Regions from separate parts of the Sus scrofa genome. Here region 2 is linked to region 1. Evidence: chromatin contacts called from public Hi-C data. All regions are on one chromosome and are shown on one strand. The core of a region is the stretch at or near the end of the contact, and the rest is flanking DNA. Distances in the headings are between cores, read along the strand shown.

Region 1 (6,129 bases), core at 929-3,428:
GAATATAAGAGCTGAAACAAGTCAGAGCATCACCTTGCTCTCCCTTAATCGGGAACTTAGACACTGGACAACTCAAATTTTTCACCACTCTTTGCATCTTTGCAAATGACCACATGACTATTGATCTCGGAGTCATAAATAAATTGTAGGGAGAGTAGGTAAATTCACAAATATGGAATTTGTGAATAATGAGTTTACAGACTGAATGTATGTGTTCCCTCCAAATCCATATGTTGAAGCTCTACACTGCAGTATGGCTGGATGTGGAGGTGGGACATCCGAGAAAGTAAATTAAAGTTAAATGAGGGCATAAGGTTGGGCCCTGGATCTGACAGGATTAGCGCCTTTATAAGAAGAAACACTGGAGGGCTACCCACTTCAACTTACACATACTGAGAAAAAGCCATGTGAGGACACAGTGACAAGGCAGCTTCCTGCAAACTGAGAGGAGAACTCTCACCAGGAAGCGAATCAGCTTGAACCTTCATCTTGGACTTCTAGCCTCCAGAATTGTAATTAAAATGTTAAACTTCTGCTGTTTAAACAACTGAATAACGTAAGACAACAAGCTTATAACTCCACTTTAAGGGTGAGGAGATTCAGGCACAGAGATGGTATGTAAATAGCACATGATTATCATATCTACTATACTTAATGGATCAAGTTTCAAAGCTAAGCAGTCTGACTCAAGATTACATGCTTTAAGGGCTCGAACATGTTGCTGGACTTCTTCCCTTGACGAGACCACATGATTAGGCTGTCCTTCCCTTTTCCTCCAGATTGGTCTGTGGAATCATCAGGTTGAGCTCTGAAACACACTTTTCGCTTCCTGACTATAATATAGATTCTCTTACAGCTCTCAGATTGATTCCCTAATGGCTCAAGACTTGCAAAGAGCAGAATACAGACACTGAGAGTTAGAAGATGATCCTCCTGCCTGGACAGGACTGGGAGACGAGTTCTCTCAGCTTCCTGCAGTCAATCTCCTCTTGAAAATTTCCTCTCCTTGACTGGGTTGTATCCATTAATCAGGAAGAAAGCTTTCCAAGTGCACAGACCATGTTACTATATTGTAACAATCAAATTTATTACACTACATTCTTTCCATATGCCTGAGTATAGCCAATGTACTTTATTTGATGACACTTCAGTTTATTGGTTCTTAATGCTTTTAGGATCATGGACCATTTTGAAAATCTCAGGAAAATTATGGACAGATACTCCCAGAAAAATGCACATGCTGAATGACATGGAAGCTTTTGCATAAATTTCAATGGCTCAGGATCCTTCTTCCCTTCTGCAAATCATTGCTGCATAGACATTTCATTTACATGGAAGGATGGAAGCCTCTAGCACCACTGTATACAGTATTAATGACAGCAAATGGACCATCTAGAATGGACAGATTGGCATGAATGTGAAGGTGGGTTTCTGATCATTGCGAAGCTTCTTGTTTCATTATATTAGGTTTATCTTTATCTTGTATTTCAATACCTCATCTTTATTTTCACAGTCCTTTAGCTGTTTGCAAGCCCTTCTTACTCAGAATCAGGGGCAAAGTACAACATGAACATGTAAAGAAAGAAATGTTCTGCTTCCCTTTAGAGGAGCATCGGTTTCTGAACCTTGGGAAATGGGTGATCTTACCACACAGTCAGGCAGAGTTTCCAATGGCAACTGAGAGGAGAATAGCAGGAAACCAGTTCAACAGCTGACACCAAAATGCTTTTCCATATGTAAAGCTGTCTTAAACCCACAAGAGACACTGAGAATAAACTTTGTGCTTTCTTTTCTTTTTGCTTAATACCAAATGGGTCAGGGAGAAGCACTGGACGCTTTTAAAAATGCACTTATAATTTTGAATCCAAGCTGTGAGAGTACCCATTGGAGACAACTGTTCTCTCATGGCCTGCTTTGAATAAACAATCAGGGCTCTGTGTGATATTACTTCTTAACCAGATTCTAGCATTGAGCTGTTGGCTCGCCATGGTTACTTGCATTTTAAACCAGTGTCTCCCTTTCCTTCCCCTTGGCTAAGATTCCTGCTTACTTGGCAATGGCTCCTTTTCATTTGAACTTTTGCCCTCTTTTAATCTCCACCAAATTTTAGTCTAAAAGAACCTTTCACAGGCACCTTTTGTTACTCTGAGTTTCTTTCTCGTGTGAGAACCAGCTTAGGGAGCTGGTTACTGGAAAACACTCAAGGCCCTGTCTTCCTTCTCTGTGAAGCCAGCAGTGACAGGCTGTTTTGTGTGTGTACTTTCCTTTTAAAAAATCAAGGAAGCACAAGATGCAAGCTGTTTGCTGAAAACAAAATGTTTTCTTTCAAAAGCAAGTGAACACACACATATTTGCATCTGTCCGTGTGGCTTTACTCTTGTCCATTCCAGGGCTGCTCCTCTTTATTTCCTTAGCATATCACACTGTTGAAACTTATTTCAGATCAAAAGCCAAACCAGTGAAGACTTTACTCCCTCCCGACTTCTCATACCAGTCACAATTCAGTGAGGCCTAGCAGATCCTCGACATCTGCGGAACCTGTTTCCCTTTCAAAAGAATAACCACTATGTCAATCCCTCTTCTTATTTTACAGTTACATGATCAGTTTCCGACTTAAACAGAGCCTACCATTTACTCAGAACTTCATGCCTCTTCCTGTCCAATCCATGGGTTCACTCCCATGCCTGGCCGTAGACACTTAGTTCTTTTCTGCTTTCCATTGCTCATTCTAGCCATGCCTAACCACTCAGCCATAGCAGTTCCACTCCTTGAATTAAATGTACCATCTCTCTCTACATTCATTTTCCTGAGCCTTAAAACATACAGGTCTGTTCACAACCACCAGTCCTAACAACCTACTTTCCAGCTGAAGCTAGAACGTACCTTAGAGATGAATAATTCAGTTTTACAAATCTCCTGTACCCTGTGTTAAATATTCTAGACCTTTTTTCTTTTTCTTTTCACTCTGCCACTCTCAATGATCTTTTTGCCTTCTATTTTCCTCAGAAGACAGGAGTTTACTGGCTTAAGCTACCGCTTTTGCTCATACTCATTCTTTTTTCACACCAAGTGGCTACTTTGGGGCCATCATTGAGTCTTAAATAGACTTTCAGGAAAGGGAAACCAACACCTTAATCTGTGTGAGCTTTAGATAAAGTCTTTCCATGTAGGAGACCATGCACCATATTTTCATCATAGTCACAGACATTTTTTTCTCCACCTGTTCCAATTCTTCTACCTTTAAACCTGCTGAAGTTATTAAAAATAACAGCAGCAAATTTCAAACAAGCAAATTTCTATACATGCTTCTCACTACCATTCAACTTGTTTTCATCAAGTTCAAATCCACACTTGACTTGTCTGAATCTGCCACACTCATCTCCTCATCTCCACTCCTCTGCTCTCTCTCTCTTTTTTTTTTTTTTTTTGCTTTTTTTTGTTTGTTTGCTTTCTGTCTTTTTAGGATTGCACTTGAGGCCTATGGAAGTTCCCAGGCAGGCTAGGGGTTGAATTGGAGCCATATCCGCTGGCCTACACCACAGCCACAGCAATGTGGGATGCAAGCCACGTCTGTGACCTATACCACAGTTCACGGCAATGCCAGATCCTTAACTCACTGAACAAGGCCAGGGATCCAACCCACATCCTCATGGATGCTAGTTGGGTTTGTTAACCACTGAGCCATGATGGAAACTCCCCCTCTGCTCTCCTGTCCTCCTCTCGTTTCACCTTCACCACCCTCCTAAGAGTTTTCTTATGAAGGTAGCCAATCAACACAAGGATGTTCCCTTCGCCTTCAGTCTCCTTATCCTCCCACTTCAATGGCCTACTTTAAGATAGTTCTTATTTTCTGGATATCACATTGTTTTGATTTCCTCTCCTTTTACGCCATGTCTTTGTGTGTTCTTCTTTCCAAGGCTCATTCCTTAACTCAGTTACATTCTTTTTATCAAAAAAAATTTTGGACACTGGCCCCATCAGCTCAAATGTAATAAGATGTGGAATAGGACTTTTCATATATATATATATATATATATATATATGTATATTTTGTCTTTTCTAGGGCCACATCCACAGCACATGGAAGTTCCCAGGCTAGGGGTCAAATTGGAACTGTAGCCACTGGCCTACACCAGAGCCACAGTAACGCGGGATCCGAGCTGCATCTGTGAACTACACCACAGCTCACCAGATCCTTAACCCACTGAGCAAGACCAGGGATCAAACCCTCAACCTCATGGTTCTTAGTCAGATTCATTAACCACTGAGCCATGACGGGAACTCCCTCTTATTATTTCTTAAACCATAACTCAAGCTTCAATCCCAAGAATAACTGGCCATTGGAAGGGCTGATAATCACCTGGTAGCTAAAATGTAGAAATAATTATGGGCAGTTGGTAAAGAGACAATTCCCTGAGCTTTACCCCTCTACCACCTTGGCTTCTCCCCTGAACCCCCTTGATTTTTAAATGATCCATCAAAATGATGCTAGATCCTGGATCACCAAGGCCTTTCCAGAATACTGCTGTAAACTTGTGGTCTGAATCCATGACAAGGGTCTGCCATGGTGCCATTAAATGTATTGAATATCTCTGTCAATAAATGACTCTATGTCCTAAAGAGCAGCCAAAGAGATTTCCCCTGAAGATTTCTTAAGAAGTGATCAGATTGGAACCACTTTTTCCTTTTCACCTCTCCCATCCATTCTATATAAGCAAAAGACAGGAGTTCCTGGGGAGAAAGGTAAGTTGTGGAAGGAGAGAATTACCAAGCTAGTAGCGAGTACTATTACTAGGGGGAATGCATATGAAGAAGGGAAGGAAGGCTCTCCCCACTAACTAAGAAAGGGAGGCTCCCTGAGACTTTGAAGGTCTGCAAACCAAGAGAAACCAGATCAACCTCTGAAATCAAACATTTTCAAGATGCAGACTTTTAAGCCTTACTCAGTGCATCAAATTTGGATGAGGGAGGCCTCAGAGCACTTGCCATCTAGGAGGAATTTATGCGTGTTCCCTGAAGTTTGATAGTGTTTATAAAAATAGATATTGGGATCTGCTGCCAAGCTGGGAAAATCAGAAGATACATGGCTGGCTGCAACTGCCTTTCATGGAAAGACAAAGAAGAGAGAGACTACCCACAGTCTGGCATGAAAACAAGGCATGCATTTCCTTTTAGACCAAGTGAGCTTGAGCTGTCTTTATGGCATCATACTTTTAAAATGCCTCTGGGAGAGAGGGGATCCTAACAGGATGGATCCCTGAAGACAAAGGCTGAAAGGATGTCATTCTAGGTCAGCTGGAAAGTACATTGCCGTGTCATGAAGCAATGATCTGGAACAATCTCAGTGAACAATGTTTGGAGATATTGGCTGAAGAACTCAAAAAGGAAAAAAAAAAAAAGTTATACATGAGAAAGCACCATTTAGAAGCTTGCTATAATGGAGAACACACTAGTCGTTTACTATTAGCCAAGACAGAACTACGAGAAAATAAATAAATAAATAAACCAACAAAACAAAACCAACAAACAGAAAAGAGCAACTAAATAAAGGCTTGGAAGAAGAAGAAGGAAATCTGAAAGTTGAGTTCATGGCCTGTGTCCTATTGCAGGCTAGAGCAAGCAGTGTGTCTGGCCTAAATGTCAAAAGAAAGACACTGGAATCAAATTAGATGTGAGACTGCTATTTTGATTTAAACTTGCTAAGAATTTTTTTGCTTCCTAAAAGTGAACAATATGCAATTAAATAGTCTAAAATGATGAGGAAAGTCTGGAATCACCTCAAAAAAAAAAATCATAGGAAGGAAATGGAGATACACTTAGACACGTTAAAAGACAGAAATTACATAAAAATAAAGTTATTTTCTCCTACTTGATAACTATTTTGTTTTTAACTATTTTGATTATTGATGCACTTTTACTATTATGATACTGTGATTTATAATAAGAAATATATATTTGGTCTTTGACCAATATTCCTGGCACATAACTCCTTGTTTTAACCTTGGAATTTCTTAAGTGATGAGAGCTAGAAATGTATCTTTTGTTTTGTTAATGAGAGGACTTTTTAATCCAACCTAAGGATGAGGACTGGTTGAGAGATCAACCACAGAATTAGAGGATTAGAACGTT
Region 2 (6,129 bases), core at 2,188-4,687, 76 kb before region 1:
CATTATCAAGGGAAGACTTGGAGGCTGGAGCTAGAGTTTGCAGTTGAAATTGCTAGCTGATCACCAAACCCATTTAAAATTTTTCTCGACACACAGCTAGACTACCTTTCCCAGCCTACCTTGCAGCTAAATGTAGCCATGTGCATGAGTCCCAGACAAGCAGATATGCTACTTCGAGGCTGGATCTATTCAGATATATTCTTCCTCTTCCCCTTTCATAGCTTGATGCTGAAACTTGATGTCCTTAGAAGCCATTTGTTAAAGAAGTCTAAGCTCCAGGATAGAAGGAACCTGGGTCAGGACTTAGTACTTAGAAAAAAGTAACTTGACCAGAAATATGCATTAGGCTGTTATGTGAATAAAAAGTAAACTTTTATTTTGTTAAACCATTGAGATTTTGGAATTTGTTAGTTTTAGCTGCTAGAATCACCTTAAGTAATACAATTTTCCACATTATTGCCAGAAATCCCTCCAAAGCTTCTTAAAATACACATGCAACTTACATAAAATTATGTACTTGGTAGTAAAGCCAGCTTTCATGCAAGTACTCTTGAACTCAGATCCCCGCTATAGAAATTTTGGGAAGAGCTTCCAATTCCACCACCTCCCACACGGTTCCACTAAGGGTACAGAGTGGAGACAATGTCAAATACAAAGGTGCCTTATGAGTAGGATCTCTAACTTAATTCGAGGTGCTGCTTTTATTTTTCCAACAAAGAAACAAGGAAAACACCTCAATAATGATAACTATGTTAGGAAAGTTCAACCAATTCAAGGTTAAGAAGGTCAACAGACTTTGTCTAAGGTAACAGGTTGTATTAAAATTAAAATTCTTAAGTGCTTTATTTGTCTGCTGACTTGCTTCTTCTCCTTTTCGCATGGAGTATTAAAGGAATGGGAAGTCTTCAAGTCAGGCTAATTATGTGGCTGTGCATAAAATTTACTGAAGTAGTGAAAACAAGGATTTATGCACCACACTTAAAGGGTAATAATCTCATGAGCCCAGACTGGCAGAATCAAAAGTCAGTATCATGGTTAGTCGTCTGGAAGTTGCCCATAATTCAGATGTTTGGCACTAAGTAAACAAAAGATATGGATGAGTCATGGATTTTTTTTTTTTTTAACTTCTGGGAAAAATTTTGGGTACGTAATGTTAAATATTAATTGAGCTCATGTATTGCACATAGCATTAAACTTATGTAACCAAGTAGGAGCTACCAGTATATAAAAACCATCAGGGATAACTTTGATAAGAGGGTTATTCAAAGAATACTTTTATGTTTTATTGTCTGAGAGATTCTGCCCACACATTTATAAAACGCCTCTCCAGAGATATAACAATGGAGTAATTTTCCTGAGAGATTTTTGACTAAGGTTTTAGTGTTTCCCAGCATATTCTGAATATACTTATACCTACATAGAAATGTGAGGACTTGTATTAATAGATAATATTACCCCCAAAGAGCTGAGTTTGTGAGGCAGATTGCAAAGAGTGTGATGGGTATATATTAGTGAAGGGGTGGGTGACAGAGTTCTGACTGCAGGGGGTGAAAGCAGGGAGGAATTGCTGGTGGAAATTCACATTGAAGAATCTTCCATTTAGGTGAGAGTTTAATTTACCTTGAGAATGAAGCATCTAGGTACTGTGCTTTTGTGCCACTTTCAGCAGATTTTTTTAGTTCATAATTTTCCTCTGGCTGGGGTTGTAAGATATTTATGCTCGACTGTGTTCATTGTTTTTTGTGAACTTATAAAAATTGCTTTTTTATTAGTCTATAAAAGCCATGTTTGGAGACAGACTAAAATAAAAATTAATGCAACTTATCACCCTACAGCACAGAACAAGTGCCTGTTTCAATCTCTTATTTAAGTACCACAGATGTGTTGAAACCTAATAAAAGTTGTTCCCTGGCCCATCAACCTTAACCAGGGAGCAAGAAGCTGATATCTATGAATTGCCCACAACCAAAAGGGAAGTCTTTGGAGAGCTGCACTGCAAAAACTCTGAGAATTAGTATTTTCTGACTACAAACATAAAGTATGGGCTTTCTGAAGAAGTATATCTATCACTTAATTAATAGCTTCTTGCTCTATCATCTTGATTTAAAAAGAAAATAAGTTTGACAGAACATTGTAAATCAACTATAACAAAAAAAAAAATAAAAAAAGTAAGTCCTTTTGATTGTGACATGCCTCACTTTGGCTTTAAAATCTATCTTATTGAACAAAAAAGGAGGTTACATTCTCTCTGGTCCTTAAATGGCAAGCAGTGAGATATATGAGGTTAGCTTGTTTAAAGCATGCTCAACAGCTATAGCCCCGTGTCCATGAGGGCATTCATAATGTAATAAGAAATATATCACACTGACTAGTTTGACAAAATCATAGCAACAAAAGCAATGAGAATTGTTATTATTACTACAAGTATACTACAAAAACAAACCAAAGCATAGCTCATTGCCCTATGGATGTTACTGATTTCCAGAAGAGAGCTTGGGCTTCCCAGTTCACTTCTGAATGGTGTCTAGGGGTGCAGTGAAGCTTGCCAGCACTTGCTGAGCAAGCCAGGTAACTGGCACACAGAAAGATAAAGGACAAGAGGAAGAGAGACAAATACAATCTTTCTTTTTTTTTTTTTTTTTTCACCCTAGACTTTCCTATCTAGTTTTCTCATGAGATGGAAAGGCCAGCAGCCTTCAACAGGTTGATGCTTCCTTCAGTATTCTCACCTCCCTAGTCTCCAGCCCCTGATCTGGGCCAGGAATCTTGTTGTAGGCATTGTGCCCTTGTTTTCATTCATCAAAAGCAGCCCTGAATGTGGAGGTGGGGGGCGGGGCACACAGAAGGAACAGAAAGGAAAACACTGCCCCATGCTTTCTCCCTCTGGTTACTTTTCAGACATATTCTCAAGGACATGTCAAACTCTGAATGAGTATTTTTATTCCTAGACCACACTCTTTTCAGCTGGTTCTCCCATCCCTTACTTGAACTATGAAAATTAAAAGCTGTGTCTGGTTAATCTTTAGGAAAAGTAAGCTGGCCCTTCCAAATGTGATAAGAAGCTGGTTAAAATGATCTGGGGTTAAAGCAATCATTATTTGGGAAAATGCTAGCTAAATAGATACCATCTGTACCCCCAGAGTGAGCACATCTTATCCAGCTCCTGACCCATCATCTTTGAGCTGCTGCTCTTGGGACTCAGTCTTTGAATATACGCCTGGGGTTCCCAGGACACAGACCAATTGGTTGTGCAATGAAGACTTTATGAGAAACTCTTTTTTCCCCCTTTTCCTAAGGGCCTGAAATCAGCAAGCCAAAAAACATTTTATCCTAATATAGAAAAGAATTAGACAGCAGATGCTTCTTCACAGCAGCCTGCATGCTGGGGAGAGGGAAAAAAATGGCGCAGCCCTCCCTCTGGCAAGAGTTAGGGCTGAATCATCATGGGAGTGTTTGTGGTAGAATCATATTTTTCTTTTAGATAGTGGAACTATTATCGTCACTGGGCTCTGGACAGCAAGTCCAGAGTGACTTTGGTGAATCTACTCTTTTCACCACATAAAGAGTGTGTCTTTGGCTCCCAGGGAACAAAACATACAAGACTATTATCGTGGGAGGAGAGCAGATAGAAGGAGACCCTGGAAAAAAAAAAAAAAAAAAAAAAAAAAAACCAAAAAACTGGCTGAGATCAGGACATGAGACCATGAGACGAGCCAACAAAGTAATGAAGAAGATTTGTTTCTTTTTGAACTCAGGGTGGGGATGTGGGTCATATCTCCATAATCATGTGAAAACAAAAGGTCACACCATGGAATGATTTTCCCAGAGGCCTCCATGAGACAAGCTACAAAATCAACTCTGTCATCCAACCAAAGACCACCACTAGGGGCTGGGATAATTTCTTTGGCTTGGTGATTGAAAGCATAATTTTCTCAGCATTACCTCATTACCCAGAGGCTTATTCAGATCAGGAAGGGAAAGGGGAAAGAAGAAGAGAGAGTTACTGAAGGAGCTCCTTCAAGCATTAGATGATTTCCATGTCTAATGCTTTAGGTCGTCACCTATACAATTGCAATAGATGTCTACCTTGACTCTTGCTACTTGTCTTTTCTCTCATTTAATCAGTTTTCCCAACTGGCCCTTGTTTGTTCTTCCCAAAGGACTAAGTAGCCTCCTGTAATCCTTTCCCACTGCTAGCTTCCCATTAACTATCAAGAAAAGTCTATCTTCTTCAGTCTGAACATCTATGAAGTGTGGATGCTTCACAACTCTTCTGATCCCACCTCCCGCTAGTGCAGTCCCTCTGATCTAAGATGCTTTTCTTCTCACTCCTCCTGGGAGACGCCACTTTCATTTCTATGTATTCACTCCTCTGACTATCTTGTTCCCATCGAAATGTGTTCCTTCCCTACATCTGTCCATCCAGACGTCTGTTTTCCAAGCCTCTCCTTCAAGATTATCTCCAGTATAAACATATTTTATATTTATATAATATTTCATCAGTTTATATAAATATTCAAAATATTTCCCCAAATCCTTTCAGTATGTGGCCTTTAAGCCTCATCACCAGTCGTTGGAAATGGGAAAATAAGTTCAAATAAGGCAAACACTCAGAAGCTCTTTTGGAATCATCATCAAAAATCATTATTCTTCTGTCTTTCTTCTTTTTGCTAGGTCAAGAGCTCAGAGGAAACTTTGAACTAGCCAGGACACCAGATGACATCAAGCCAAACACTATCATTTTAAAGATATGTGGCTAGTCTTGACTGAGATCACACAACCTGAGAAATCATATTTCTAGGCTCATAGCTCAGTAATTTCACCCTAATCTGTTTATATAATTTTCTGTCTTAGCCTATTTGTGGCTGCTGGAATAATAAATATTATTAATATAATTTCAAAAAAAATAAAGCATAAGGGAGGGAACATAAAATTTAGGGTTTGCCTGAAATAGCCCTCAGTTTTTCTATTTTTGATACTTCCAAATTCTAATGCAGGAGTTCCTATTGTAGCTTGGGGGGGTTAAGAACCCAACTAGTATCCATGAGGATGCAGGTTTGATCCCTGGCCTTGCTCAGTGGCTTAAGGATCTGGCACTGCAGTAAGCTGTGGGATAGGTTTTTAGATGAGCTCTGATCCTGCCTAGCTGTGGCTGTGGTGTAGGCTGGTAGCTGAAGCTCCAATCTGACCCCTAGCCCAGGAACTTCCATATACTACAGGTGCAGCCCTAAAAAAAAGGAAAAAAAAAAAGGTTAATACATGCTAATCGATGATGATTGTTTGCACTTTTATTCTGTTTCACTATTTTCTTTTTGATATTTTATTTTATTTGATTAACTACTTTACTTACTTACTTACTTATTTTTAGGGCCGCACCTGCAGGATATGGAAGTTCCCAGGCTAGGGGTCCAATAGGCCTGTACCCCAGCCTCAGCAACACCAGATCTGAGCCATGTCTATACCACAGCTCATGGCAATGCTGGATCCTTAACCCACTGAGTGAGGCCTGGGATTGAACCTGCATCCTCATGGATCCTAGTCAGGTTGATTATCTCTGAGCCACAAAGTGAACTCCTCTTTTTGACATTTTAGAAGTTGCTTTGGATCCAAGTAACCATTTACTTATGTCACTAATTAGGCTCCATCATCAAAAAAGAACCCCATTCTGTCTTCCATGTAGTTGGGTTACTGTTCATTGTTCTGCACTCTGAGATAGAGCAAGAGTCAAAAGGCTCGGCCTAAAAAAGATACAACCCAAAGGGAGTTTCCATGAAAATGCTGATGAAATATTCAAAAGTAGACAAATGCTTACAAATGTAAGAAGAAGAGTAGACATTTGATACACTTTAGAAATATTCTAAGATCACTACTTTAATGCTTTGAAATGCCAAGAGGCATTTCTAGATGTAATAAAATTAAAATATAAGTATGGTTTTAATAAAAGAATTTTAAAGCAAGATTCAAAAGTGCTGGGATCCAGCCTTTTTATCAAGGCATTGGCCATTAATTTCCTTGAGTGTAAGTTCCCTATCAGATCATAATTACACTTGTGCACAACTCACACATTTTCTTTTACTGTTGGAAGTATGTATAAAGATTGCAGAAAATTTTTGTTTATATTCAATCAAC

Evidence for each region. A called contact is a pair of places that touch in the nucleus more often than the background predicts.
Region 2: a contact with region 1 is called in a Hi-C map of skeletal muscle, with 3 times the contacts expected there. The contact joins two enhancer-like sites. A contact is called at or near these places in 2 of 47 Hi-C or Micro-C datasets (heart right ventricle and skeletal muscle) and 1 of 2 datasets of contacts at active chromatin or transcription factors (skeletal muscle).

The regions. Positions count from the first base shown.
Region 1 is chr7:14,663,875-14,670,003 of Sscrofa11.1, reverse strand. No RefSeq gene overlaps it. Among named protein-coding and RNA genes, the nearest start is that of ID4, 620 kb to the left of the region's middle. Within about 2 kb of position 2,178, at least 17 of the 83 cell types and tissues checked have an H3K27ac peak or open chromatin away from gene starts, as enhancers often do. A contact at or near this core is called in skeletal muscle, where this site is marked.
Region 2 is chr7:14,741,124-14,747,252 of Sscrofa11.1, reverse strand. The region is part of intron 1 of LOC106504333 (a long non-coding RNA gene); the gene reads right to left. Among named protein-coding and RNA genes, the nearest start is that of ID4, 540 kb to the left of the region's middle. Within about 2 kb of position 3,437, at least 15 of the 83 cell types and tissues checked have an H3K27ac peak or open chromatin away from gene starts, as enhancers often do. A contact at or near this core is called in skeletal muscle, where this site is marked.